Linked DNA regions of Mus musculus: all the other regions are linked to region 1. The links are chromatin contacts, called in public ChIA-PET and HiChIP or PLAC-seq maps. All regions are on one chromosome and are shown on one strand. Each heading gives the region's core, a stretch centred on a gene start, on an enhancer-like site or on the middle of the called end of the contact. The rest is flanking DNA. Distances are from core to core; before and after follow the strand shown.

Region 1 (4,584 bases), core at 524-3,023:
GCAGAACATCTTAAGGCATCAATAAACACTTTAAAGTACAGATCAGAAACTCCAGAAGTAGCCCTTTAAGAAGTGTGTCTTCTCTAGCACACAGGACAGTATTCAATTTGGCCCTGGAACTATGCGGATGTTTCTTAAATCTTTTATTTAATAGTCAGGAGTTGTACGTAGGATCCTGGGAGAGCTACTTTATTTTTCTGGCCCTCGGTTGCCACAACAATACTGCCTACCTAAAAGCCCCATTGTGAAGGATTGTGACTTAACCTCATTGGAACAGTGCCTGGCTCGTGATATGCAACAATAAATGATAGCTAATAAGAATCCAATCAAATAGAAACTACAAAGACTAAGTCCAGGATAATATTCCATCATACTTCCTGAAGAAATCAATGACCTATTTATTCATTTATCACCAAGCCCTAGGCATTACTGAAGACAATAGGGACACAACGATGAATATAACATGGCCTCAGAGTTTGAAAAATGGAAAATCTGATGCAAGAGACAATGTGTGGTCAAGTCGTTGTCCCCACATGGAACGTGATGTAATGGAGTGTTGCACAAGGTGGCAAGGGAGCCTGACTCAGTGAGTGGACCAGAAGAGGCCTGGCAGAGGCATGGCAATTGGCCCAAGTCTGGAAAAAAGAATGTCTGGGGGAAAACAATAAACAGAAGGATATGCCAGGAAAAAGTAGGGATATGGTGGCATATTACTAAAGAGACTGTGAGTGAACTGTCAGATGAGCGGCACGCACATTCCACGAGGAGAAAGCCACTGTAAAGGATACAATGGCCCATCTAGTAGATACCCAAGAATCTAGTCCTGCCTGAGGGTCTACTGAAAATGGAAGTCATACCAGAAACAAACAAACACTATCCTAAATACTTCCAGCATCTACATTCATGGAAAATTAATTTTCATTTAGTATTTAACTAACAACTCATACCCTTCTCCAAGTCTTCCCCCACACCATAAAATGATATCCCTGTTCTCCAGCTGCCCAGGTAAAAAAGCTCCAAGTTCTACACTCCCTGTAGTGTCATTAGATCAGCCCCTGGAGCAGCACCTTGACCATAAGCCTGCTTCTACCGTTGGCCCATGGGATGCATGCACCCTATACAGAGCACCCGAAGGTGGCATGTAAACATGTCGGTGATTAGAGAACACCCATCCCTTGGTTCCTATCCTTCAGTGGCCCCATCCTCTGAGGTCCTCCATAGCTTTGCCACGGCCTGCTTTTCTGAGTCTGCTCATTCTCAAGAGTCCTCCCACCTGCATGAGTCCTCCCACTGCTTACGTGCTGCTCCTCACAGGCCTGTCTCCAAAGATTCCTTCCCCAACTTTACAATCGAAATTAGTTGCTTCCCTTCCTCCTAAGTTGCTCTCTGTACTAAGTGCTTCATTTTCTGCTCCTGGACACTTATTTTGAAACGATGTCATGTGTACTCGTTCTACTCCTTTATTGGCTGTAAATGTCACTGAAATGTAAGCTAATGAGAGAGGACCAGGCCCTCTTATAAAAACATATTTGCACAGAAGATTACATGAAGTAGACTGCAGATATAAAACACTGCATTTTCAAAATTTCATAAAAGCCATTGCAAAAACTGCATCTATTTGATTCACTTACAACAGTGCCTAGCAAAACATTAAGCCTCAATTGACTTCCTGCATAAATGATTAAGAGAAAAATATCAGTATATACTGTCCTTCCAGTGATGAGATCAAAATTCCATCCCACAGAGCCCAAGGGCATGAATCACCAGAATTACTTTTACGTACAACTGTGTCATACAGAGAATTTACAGTGGCAGCTGTCATGAGAAGCGCCTCCTAGCATGGCATCTTCAACCTCCAAAACCATTGCCACATGCTGAGTCAAAGGGGGTTGGCATTTGCAACAGGCTAGGTGTTTCCTGGTGCCAAGAGACAGGCAGCAGATGTCAGAATGATAAAAAAGAGTTGGGGAGGAGGCAACTTCCTCAGGAAGCTGTGGGGAGGCCCTGGTCCCTCAGGCAGAAAGAACATGAGCCATCAAAGACATCAACAGAGCGGCACCACCGGCCTGGCACAGCAGAGAAGCCAGCCCACCATATGGCTGGAACCTTTGGCCCTAGGAACTGCAAGAGACATTAGAAAAGGCTAATTATGAACCACTAAGCACTAACTATTTCCTTGAACTTCATTTTGCTGTGCTGGGACTCTGAAGAAGTCATCTGCCTTTGATGTTGGGCAAGACGAAGAACTTCAGATGCGCATACAACCATGACCACTGTGTGCTGTGAGGGGGTAAACACCTCAAGAGAACCAAGCTAACAAGAGAGAATCAGGCTCTGTGACAAACATCCTTGAACAGAGAATTACATGAACTAGAATGCCGATAGGAAATGCCAAGAAGTTACCACTCTAGGCAAGTCTCAAGAATGTGAGTTCTGCAGCTCCTTCTAGTATGAAACCAACTGGTTTAACAGCAGAGAATTATATAGAAATGTGGTTTCTGCCATAGTTCACTTTCAGGAAACAAGAATGGCCTGGATAAGAAATTAGAAAGCACGGTCCATGCTAACAAGAAAATCATGATACAGTTCTGCTGTTTTTGCACCTATTTCTTCTCTATTGGATTCTCATCAAGTCTACATTTAGTGAGACTCTTTGCTTCAGAGAAGTCCACACCAGCCAATGGAGAAAAACAGATACACAGAAGCTGAGAAACAGTGGCATTCCCACAAATGCTCAGAGAATGGAAAGGAGCTTTTGGAGAAAGGCTCTTCCCAGGAAGATAATGAAGAGATCTGGGGAGGAATTCCACCTCCTCAGTAGACTGACTACTATGAAAAGCATGGTGCGTGAGGGCCAAGATCCAAATGAGCCTCTTTGGCTAGAGTAGATGAAGAAAAGCACTTTTCCCTGCTCTCTGCCCTGCCAAAGATGGGCTCTCTGCATGTGCTGGGATCAAAAGCACACTTAGTAAATAAACAAGAAGGTGAATCCTGAGATTCACCCATGATGTAGCTACTGTCCTGGGTGTTCCTGGATTTCCTGCTTGTCTAGTTTCAAAGACTCGGCATACCCTTTACTACTTGCAGGCATCTTTGTCCCCGCATCCTCGCAACAACATGAGGACATTTAAAGAACATCCACACAACCAAGAGCAGAGCATGTCCAGATACACCTGTACACCTTTGCTTTGGGAGGCTGGAGAAAAAGCTATCATGACCAAAAGAGGACAATGAAGAAAACTGTGAAAACAACTGATCCTTAATTGGCCCACCAATACCAAAGCCCCCCATGTGAAGGACCAGTATCTTATAAGACAGACTTCTAGGATGCTATCAATACCTGTGGAATGCCATAATTTCATTTTAAGAAATGGACCCAGGGAATATTAGCTGTCCTGCTGCTTCTAACATGCCAAGCAACTGCGAGCAAGGAGCTCAACCTTCCTGACCCTCTCAAGAGGGATGGTAGTGGAGAGATACTGCTGCCAACTGGAGGTGAACCTATTCTGCAGAAGGGGAGGTCAAACTCCTGATCTTCGCAGATGCTCTGCCCCCCCATAAGTCCCTGCTTTCTCAGAAGCTTACTCACACGTCTGCATGCAGGGATGCTGTTAAAGGTAGCCCCTCCCCCACTGCCTTTCCAATGTCTGGCTCAAGGATGTCTAAAGTACCTTTAGGTTCTCGGCTTTCTTGTTGTTGTTTGTTTTGTTTTGTTTGTTTGTTTGAGGCGGGGTTTCTCTGTATAGGTTTCTCTGTTCCAGGGCTGTCCTGGAACTCACTTTGTAGACCAGGTTGGTCTCGAACTCAGAAATCCGCCTGCCTATGCCTCCCAAGTGTTGGGATTAAAGGCGTGCGCCACCACTGCCTGGCTTACAGAGCTCTCCTGTGACTTTACTCATAGATTTAGGCCTCTTAAGTGGATCAAGCATCAGCCAGGTTCAAAGGGCCATTTTAAAGTCCCATAGTCCCATAGGAGGCTAGAAAGAATGAAGAGCAATGAAGCTCAGCAATAAAGAGCTCTTGTTGCTCTTATAGAGGATCCAGCACCCATAAGCTCTAGTTCCTGGGGATCTGATGCCCTCTTCTAGACTCTGAGAGCACCACATACATGCACTACACATTCATACATGCAGGCAAACACTCATGCACATTAAAGCAAGCAACATACTAAAACCATTAGTTGTCAATATGTTAACAAATAGTTAAAGATTAGAACATAGAAATGAAAAACTTAAGTAGCCTAGTAGTTACCAAATCATATGATGTATATATGCATATAAAAGTAATCATGACTGTAAATAATATAGAAACACATACCCTCCTCTCTCTCTCTCTCTCTCTCTCTCTCTCTCTCTCTCTCTCTCTCTCACACACACACACACACACACACACAAACACATGCACACATACAGACAGACTGAGAATTTTTATAAGATGGCTATTTTGAATCTTGATCAACTGAAGTCCAGTACTTTAAAGTTATAACATCCACAGGCTAGTGTGAACCTCACCCTTGCACTTTTATCATGAGCACATCTAGCACACATTTTTTAGCCATTTGCTTCATGAATGCTGTTTAAAGTT
Region 2 (3,988 bases), core at 322-2,821, 560 kb after region 1:
TTTCTGTCTCTTCTTCCTGCCTCACCTCACCCCCTGCCACTCCCACTCTGGGCACCCTGATCCAGGCGGTGCCCTTACCTGTGGCTGGCCCTGCTTCCTCAGCTGTGTGTGAGTCACCGCTCCCTCAGTACCTGTAGCTACAAATCCCGGATGAACGGTCACCGGAAGCCCCAGCCTGTGAATCCAGGGCTGTGGGCCAACTTCTGAGCCCCATGAGCCAGGCAGATTTAGCATCCGACTCACAACCGAATCCTTCTTGATCCCAGTTAATTTTCTGAGGGCAGTCTTAATGGGGGTGGGGTTGGGGCTTCTGGGTTAGTGGTATTCAGGAGTGTTGCAAACATTTTATCTAGAAAAGAAAATGGTGGCCTGGAGAGACAGTTGCTTTCCGTTGAGGGTATATTGGTCACCATGCAAAGGGAAGCCCTCTTGGTTGGGAAAAGGGTACCTAGTGGGCTAGCCTCTGGCCTGTAAACAGGATTCTCTTTGTACAGTAATCATTCCTGTCATTACCAAGCAAGGCTTCATTCCCCACAGCCCGGACAAATGCAGAGCCCTTCGCCACCCACGAAAGAAGCTACTAGTAATTTTCAGCATTTTTTAAAAAAAGATTTATTTTATATTTAAATACTTGCCTGTGCCTGTGGAAGCCAGACATGTTGGATCCCCTGGAGCTAGCGTTACAGGTGACCGTGAGCTGCCTAAAGTGGGCACTTGCAACCAAACTCAGGTCTTCTGTGCTATCTCTCTGGTCCCAGGGTTCTGCCATGTTTTAACATCCCTCTACACCCTTCACAGCAGTCTGGAGCAGAGCTGTGAATCTCACAGGATTGTTCGACACAGGCAGAAGGAGGAAAAAAAAGCCTATCGTGAATTAAACTTTCCCCAACACTAACTCCCTCCCCGCACTATAAGGGATCATGTTGTTGGCAACACACAGATTCTGAGCCCTCTGAAGGAACACTGTAAGTAGACGGAAAAATACAAGGATGGGTCCCTGGAGGTGCCCAGGTAGAAGTGTTGAGTTTTGATGTTCACCAAACAGTACTGGGCAAGGCAGCCTTCAACAAAGTAGGCCTTTGTGGCTGTGTAACACTGCTCTGAACCGAATTTACCACAGACCACAGGGACAGGCAACTCAGAGGCATGGGGAAGAAGCAACACAGGAGCCCTGCTCTTTGGTGCCCTTCCATAGGTGGTGGCTACTAAGATGGGCGTCCGGACTGACCCTAGAAAGCCCCAGGGAGACACTTCCTGGAGCTGGCTTAGGAGCTTTGTCGCTGGGGGGCTGGTGTGTTGGGGGTGGTGTTGAGTGTGAGGAGAGCACACTTGTGGCTTAGCTTCCTGGTGATTGCTACAGAGGGAACTGAGTTGACTATAGTGTCCCATAAGTCAGCCATCCCAGAAATCTGAGGGTAAATATAGCTGCAGACTCACCAACCCTGGCTGTCCAACCACCCAGTGGATGGGAATAAGGGCTGGAAATGCTGAGTTTCGTGGTCTCCTCTTCCTTCCGGTGGTGGGAGGTTCTCAGAATAAGAAGATCTGGGCTTTGGATTTCCCCCAAGGGTTTCTCAGTACTTCCTGGCCCTGCCGACTCAGCCTCCTCGGGGTTTGAGCACCTCTCAAGGAGACCATGGAGTCTGAGAGGGGGTCAAGAGCAGCCAGTGGCATGGGGCTCAGTGACCACTGAGAGCAGGCACTGGTTAGCCACATCCCATGCACACAACATCCTGTCATCAATGGCACAAGGCCTCAGCCTGGATCTGCCTGGGCCGCTTTCTACTCATCCTATGCTTTTCTCTTTCCTGACTGAGGCTTTCACCCCACATTTTTCCTTTCCTGCCCTGGTAGGGAGCTGCCAAGTCCATGCATGGTCCAGGTCCCCCTCCTGGGGTGTCAGCCCATGCACCCTCCATCTGACCAGAACCATGAGTCACTGCACCAGACTTCCCAGGTTTGTCTGGTATGGTTTTTGCACAAATGTTCTGGGAAATGTGAGAACATGGGCCTTCTCCATTGATGGCAGAAAGCTGCGCTACCTTAGACTGGGATAAAGACACATTTGCGCCAAATGCAAATCTAAGTTCTAGAACTTGCCCAAGGGAGGAAACTGCCCAGCCCAGTGTTCATACAATAGACTCACTGAGGCTAACAAAGTGGGGAGGGTCATGGTGATGTGTGTCTATAAGCCCAACACTAGGGAGGTAGAGATTCAAGAGTTCAAGGCCAGCCTGAACTGTTTGAGATTGTCTTTAAAAAAAAGATTAGAATGATAAAGGAGCTGGGTGTGTTGGCACACTCTTGTAATGCCAACTTCAGAGTGAAGCCGATCTCATGTCAGCAACCAAGGACAGACTCACATTTGAATCGAAGATGTGGGCAGCTCTACGTAGCCTTGCTCACAGGAGAATACAACTGGAATGCACTCCTATTGAGGAGACAGAGCCTGCAGAAGCAGAAAGCAGCCCTCATCCTTCAATAGACTGCTCAGGAAAGAGCTGAGATCAACCCAGTTCCTTCCAAGTAAGAAGGAAGGAGGGAGAGAGAGACAGCCCACTTCCCTAGATCATGGGCGTCCTCTGCCAGACTCTTGCTAACAAGTTTTGGGGAAGAAAATAAAACAGCAGCAACAACAAACAACAACAACAAACCAGTGTTAGGAAAAAAATAAATCCCACTTGGAACCTTGAGCTTCATTCATTCAGGCCCAATTAGAAACCGCACCTCTGCAGCCAAGTCAAACCGTCACATCCCATGGCAATCTTGTCTTAGTCACCGTCTGTCCCTCCAGAGAAGCCAATAAAACAATGACAGGAATTCAGCGATAATCTCTCCCTATAGCTTTTATTTCCCGAGTTTTCCAGAATTCTCCCTTGTGAGATATCCAAGTCTGTGCTCTCCTTATCCCTGAGCCCGACCAAGGCAGCCCAAAAGGCTTTCCATATATGTCAGTCTCCCCCTGCCTGATTCTATTATGCAGATCAAAGCTCCAGAACTGAATCCTGGGGTTTTGTGTCAGCGTCAGCAAGATCAAAAGGTCCTTGGAAGTGAGCAACCCCAAGGAGCTGCGGGCCAACCATGCTCCATATAGGCCTCTGGCATTTCCCCACCACCACAACTAGATAACTGGCCCAGTGTACAGGAAGGGGCTTAGAGCCCATGCCATCCAAATCAGAGCCTTGTTTACTTTCCCGGCTTCAACTGTCTCTACCAAGTCCTGACAGGACACAGGTGCAGCACATGTGTACATATACACACACATATATGCACAAATATCAGTGCTCATATACATACACACATGTGCAGACACAGCAACACGCATCGATACATTTGAACACAAATGCGTACATGTACTAGGTGAAGAAGAAAGATGTGAAAGTTTGGGTCAGACTGAGTCTGGCAGAAGACGCCCGTGATCTGGGAAGTGGGCTGTCTCCCTCTCTCCCTCCTTCCTTCTTACTTGGAAGGGACTGGGTTGGTCTCAGCTCTTTCCTGAGCAGTCTCTGGAAGGATGAAGGCTGCTTTCTGCTTCTGCAGGCCCTGTCTCCTTCTCCTCGATAGGAGTGCATTCCGGTTGTATTCTCCTGTGAGCAAGGCCATGTAGAGCTGCCCACACCTTCGCTTCAAATGTGAGTCTGTCCTTGGTTGCAGACTTGAGGTCGGCTTCACTCTGCTAAGTTAAGAACACAGTGGCCTGAGGGAGAAGGGTCAAAGCTGTGTGTTCCGGAAGGTCCTGGATGTCTTTCCTCACCATCCCCGAGAGTACCTCCCTCTGCCTCCCGTCTCACCACATGCTGGTCTCTTGTCCACATGACCCTGAGTGTATGGGATAGTATGCTAATGTTCCCTTGTGGCTTCCACTTATCAGACATATCATACCCACCCCCATCCCCCACCCCTGAAACTGGGATTGAAATCGGTGATAGTCTCTGTCTTAAACAGAATATGCCACCTGTTGAGGTGACACAATGGAGGAGCATAGCCC
Region 3 (4,036 bases), core at 507-3,006, 640 kb after region 1:
AGCCAGCCCATCAGAAATGACAGACAGTAGCCCAATACAAAGGGACTGTCAGTGACGCAAAGGGTGTCTTTTGGGGGTCAAAGCACATGCCTGCTTAGAGGCACCATGTTCCTTGGAAAGCCTAAAAGGAAGGGAGACAAAGAAAACTCAACGTGAAGAGCTCGGTATCTGCTGGACGCTGACAAGCAAGGACAGATTCTCCTGTCCCCTGCATCTTGCCATCCTCACAGCTGTTTTCATTTTTGCCAGATGTGCTGGAATGCAAACGCTGATTAGAACCTGAGCCTGAGTTTGAGGCTTCAAACAGGACTTGCCCTCTCTAATTAGGGGACTGCAGCTCAGCAGCTGCTCAGCAAGTACCATGTGGTCACCACTTGCCTGGCTGCAAATACATCCAAGGACTCCACCTCCCTGCCTCGAGTAGACACTGCCAAGACTAGGCATTGCCTCCTACACCAGCGTCCCAAAGTCCTGCCTCCCAGGACCGTTGACCATCACCCTGCACCCTGGCACTAGAACACCTCAGCTCATCTGGGAGCTGATTCCCCTAAATTCAAGGACCTTCCTGAACCTTGTTGCATCTCTCCAACCTTTCCAGGAAGAAAGGCTATGTGCATGTGCGTGTGTACGCATGCGCGTGTGTTTGTGCGTGCATGTGTGTGCGTGTGTGTGTGTGTGTATGTAGGTATATACATATGCATATGGATGTCCTACACATATATGTATGTGTGTATGTATATATGTATACACGTATATCATATATGCATATATATGTGTGTGTGTGTGTGTGTGTGTGTGTATGTATGTATGTATATCATGTATGTTCACCATCACACTTAATTTCCACAGAGAAAAAGGTCGTTCTCTTCCCTTGGCACAGGGCTAAGATACAGAGGTCAGAGTTATGACCAAAATGTTCCACAGTAGTGACAGAGGTTCTCTTGGGCCTTGAGCAAGTGAAGCAATACGTGCAGGAAGAAACCCATGAGAGAAACCAGAAGGCCCCAGAGAATTACAGAAACCTTCACAGTGTCTTGGAATCTGCAGACTAGCTGGGCTTTCCTGCCCAGCCAAGGTCCTGTGTACTGCATCCAGGTAGCCATCTTGGGCTACATTAAGTAAAGAGCTACAGTGATCTGCATGGGGTCACCAAGTATTGGAACTAGTCACCCCAACCGCCATGGGGCTGGCCTCAGGCTGTTTCCTCTGAGTTGGGTAGCTAAGGTCCCTCATGAAGATGGAGGCATTTTGGGACCTTGTTCCTCCTCGACAGGCCTGTAAGATGTTCCCACTCCTGATTCTCCCACAGTGTCCCATCTTGGCCTGGGTTCTAATCCCCTTTTCAGTACATTTCATCCCTAACCTTGAATTTTCTAAGGTCTTTTTTCCATATTATAATAGTAATCATATTTTGATTTAAAAACAACAACAACAACATCAGGACACTGGCAACCTCTAGAGATGCAAGGGGAACTTGGAACAGCATCTCAGATGGTGGTGCAAACAAGGAACGTGTGTGCTTTGGCATTTCTCAATGCATGCCATTTATCTCAGTAAAATGTGATTTTGAAGCTGAGGACATTGCCCTCCACTGAGTTGGCTAAAGACTGCAGTGAGTGGAGATCCTGCAGGAAGAGAAATCTGCCTTCCGCTGTGCCCCCCCACGCCCACCACCGCTGTGCCCTCCTGTGGCTGGTGCACCTGCTCCCACGGCTCGGGACCAGGCTCCTATCTGGAGGTCCCACTTTCTTCTCCTCCCTGGCCACTCCTCGAAGTTTCTCTTCCCCTGCCTGCCCTCAGATCTCCCCACAGCCCACAGCCCTTCATACGGGCCTCTTCTATTCTATCTTTGACCAAAGTTGCTGACTTTCGGTTCTTGGTATTCAGATGTAGTTCTCTCTCTCTCTCTCTCTCTCTCTCCCTCTCTCTCTCTCTCTGCCTCCAAAACCCCTTTCTGGGTGTTGGTGACAGTCCATCTTAAGGCCACATGAGGTTGATATGACTGAACCTTGGCTCAGAAGGAGATGGGGGCGTTGGAGGGACCAGGACTTGAACCGATGGAGTGGCAGGGGAACAGTCAAGGTCACAGAATTGTGCGATGGGGGAGTGTTTGAAATAAGTGAAATTCCAATAAAAAGCCAGTGTGTGTGTGTGTGTGTGTGTGTGTGTGTGTGTGTGTGTGTGTACTGTTATCTGATTGTAAATTCCACATTGAAAAATCCAGACAACTCCAGAAAAGGGAGAAATGAGGGTCCCATCGTCCTGCCCCACCTGACACCCACAGCTGCTTGTTGTTCTGAGGCTGTAGACTGGGATATAAATAGATTAGCAGATGGCACACGGTGGGGGGGGGGGGGCACAGAAGTGGTCCGCAGGATGTAAGTAAGCGGTTTTTCAAGTCATGGATTTAAAAGCCAGGGTTATTCAACCTTTAGGGATGCTGAGACAGGAGGATGAGGAGTTCAGGGTTATCCTCAGCTACTTAGTAAGTTCAAGGCTATCCTGTGGTACATGAGACCCTGGCTCAAAACAGGAAAATTATTTGTATTGCTTTAAATATCTTTAGGACATGTTAATTGTACAAAGTGAGTGTTTTCGATGTGGCATGTCCACTCACGCACTATAGTCTGCTTTTACCCCCTGACCCCTCGCCACTGGCTTTTCCTTCCTCTCTCCTCGGCCCTAGTCAGTTCGTCTTTGATATTAAGAGTTTGAAATCTAACAGAAATTTTGTACCTATTATAGCCAATGTCAGTTTGAAATAATGGAGAAAACATGGGATTTGAGAAATAAATTAATATCATCAAAATTTTCAACTATATGAAAAAAATCCCAGGTCTGCATCCTGTCAGCAACCTGGCTGAAAGTAACATGGACTCAATTAGAAAACTCAACAACCATCAAAGAGGGAGATAAAACTGTTAAAGTGTTAAAGAAAGGAGGGGGGAGAGTGGTGAGAAGGGAGGGAGAAGGAGAGAAGGAAAAGGAGGAGGGATGGGGAAGAGGTTGGGAGAAGGAGGGAAGGGAGGAGAGAGAGAGAAGGAGAGAGAGAAAAGGAGGGAGGGGGAGGAGGGAGAGAGGGGAAGGAGGGAGGGGAAAGGAGAGAAGAAGAGGGAGGGAGGGGGAGGACGAGAGAGGGAGGAGGGAGGAAGGGAAACTTTTTACAACCTTATGGGCTGAGGGTGGCCCAGCTGAGCGGGTCTGCCACACAGACACAAAGTTGGGCCTTCAGCACCTATGTAAAAATCCAGGAAGAGCAGCTGGCACCTGAGATCCCAGCACTGGGGAGGCAGAGACAGCAGGCAGGAGGATCCCTGCGGTTTGCTGAGTCATGAACTCCAGGGTTAGTGAGAGACTCTGCCTTGAAAGAAAGTGGAGAAGAAACTGAGAAAGACACCCTAAAGCAAGCATGAGTCTCTGACTTCCATACAAGTACACACACATACACAGAGGGGGGAGGTGGAAAGGGAGGAAAGGAGAGGAAAGGAGAGAGAGGGAGAGAGGGAGAGAGGGAGAGAGGGGGAGAGAGAGAGAGAGAGAGAGAGAGAGAGAGAGAGAGAGAGAGAGAGAGAGAGAGAGAGACTCTAAGTCCAGAGGAATATCCAGATTATCAAAACAGATGATTTTAATGTGTGGAAAATCAAAATTTTTTATGCATGGCAGACACCCCAAAAAAGAAACCCCGAAATATCAAAAAGCATTCTTTGGAAAGTTTTGTTTTGTTTCTAATTTTCCATGTTTTCATTTATGCACAAATGAGTGTAGTACCTATAGAGGCCAGAAGAGGGCAACAGACTACTCCCCAGATTTAGGTGATTGTGTGGCAGAAGGTGCTGGGAAGCTAACTTGGGTTCTCTGGAAGAGCAACAAGTATTATTAACCACCTGGTCATCTTTCCAGACCAAAGAAAAGTATTTCTATAAACTAACTAAATATATCAAAATAGCAATGATTTCCACTGTAGCTCAACTCTTGATTAAAAAATAATAATAAAAGCAAGTCTTTCTGATAGATAAAGGGTTTTAACAGATCAGTA

The links. ChIA-PET counts read pairs in DNA pulled down with a chosen protein or histone mark. HiChIP or PLAC-seq counts read pairs in DNA pulled down with a chosen protein or histone mark.
Region 2: a contact with region 1 is called in an RNA polymerase II ChIA-PET map of memory CD8 T cells, with 8 read pairs. The contact joins two enhancer-like sites. A contact is called at or near these places in 1 of 484 Hi-C or Micro-C datasets (nephron progenitors), 3 of 115 datasets of contacts at active chromatin or transcription factors (embryonic fibroblasts, embryonic stem cells and memory CD8 T cells) and 1 of 9 other capture datasets (embryonic stem cells).
Region 3: a contact with region 1 is called in an H3K27ac HiChIP or PLAC-seq map of large pre-B cells, with 4 times the contacts expected there. The contact joins two enhancer-like sites. A contact is called at or near these places in 2 of 115 datasets of contacts at active chromatin or transcription factors (large pre-B cells and memory CD8 T cells) and 1 of 9 other capture datasets (embryonic stem cells).

Annotation. Positions count from the first base shown.
Region 1 is chr17:44,652,783-44,657,366 of GRCm38.p6, forward strand. The region is part of intron 4 of Runx2 (runt related transcription factor 2); the gene reads right to left. Among named protein-coding and RNA genes, the nearest start is that of Runx2, 82 kb to the right of the region's middle. Within about 2 kb of position 1,774, at least 94 of the 459 cell types and tissues checked have an H3K27ac peak or open chromatin away from gene starts, as enhancers often do. A contact at or near this core is called in memory CD8 T cells, where this site is marked.
Region 2 is chr17:45,215,725-45,219,712 of GRCm38.p6, forward strand. No RefSeq gene overlaps it. Among named protein-coding and RNA genes, the nearest start is that of Gm41582, 46 kb to the right of the region's middle. Within about 2 kb of position 1,572, at least 23 of the 459 cell types and tissues checked have an H3K27ac peak or open chromatin away from gene starts, as enhancers often do. A contact at or near this core is called in memory CD8 T cells, where this site is marked.
Region 3 is chr17:45,292,770-45,296,805 of GRCm38.p6, forward strand. No RefSeq gene overlaps it. Among named protein-coding and RNA genes, the nearest start is that of Gm35204, 3.3 kb to the right of the region's middle. Within about 2 kb of position 1,757, at least 18 of the 459 cell types and tissues checked have an H3K27ac peak or open chromatin away from gene starts, as enhancers often do.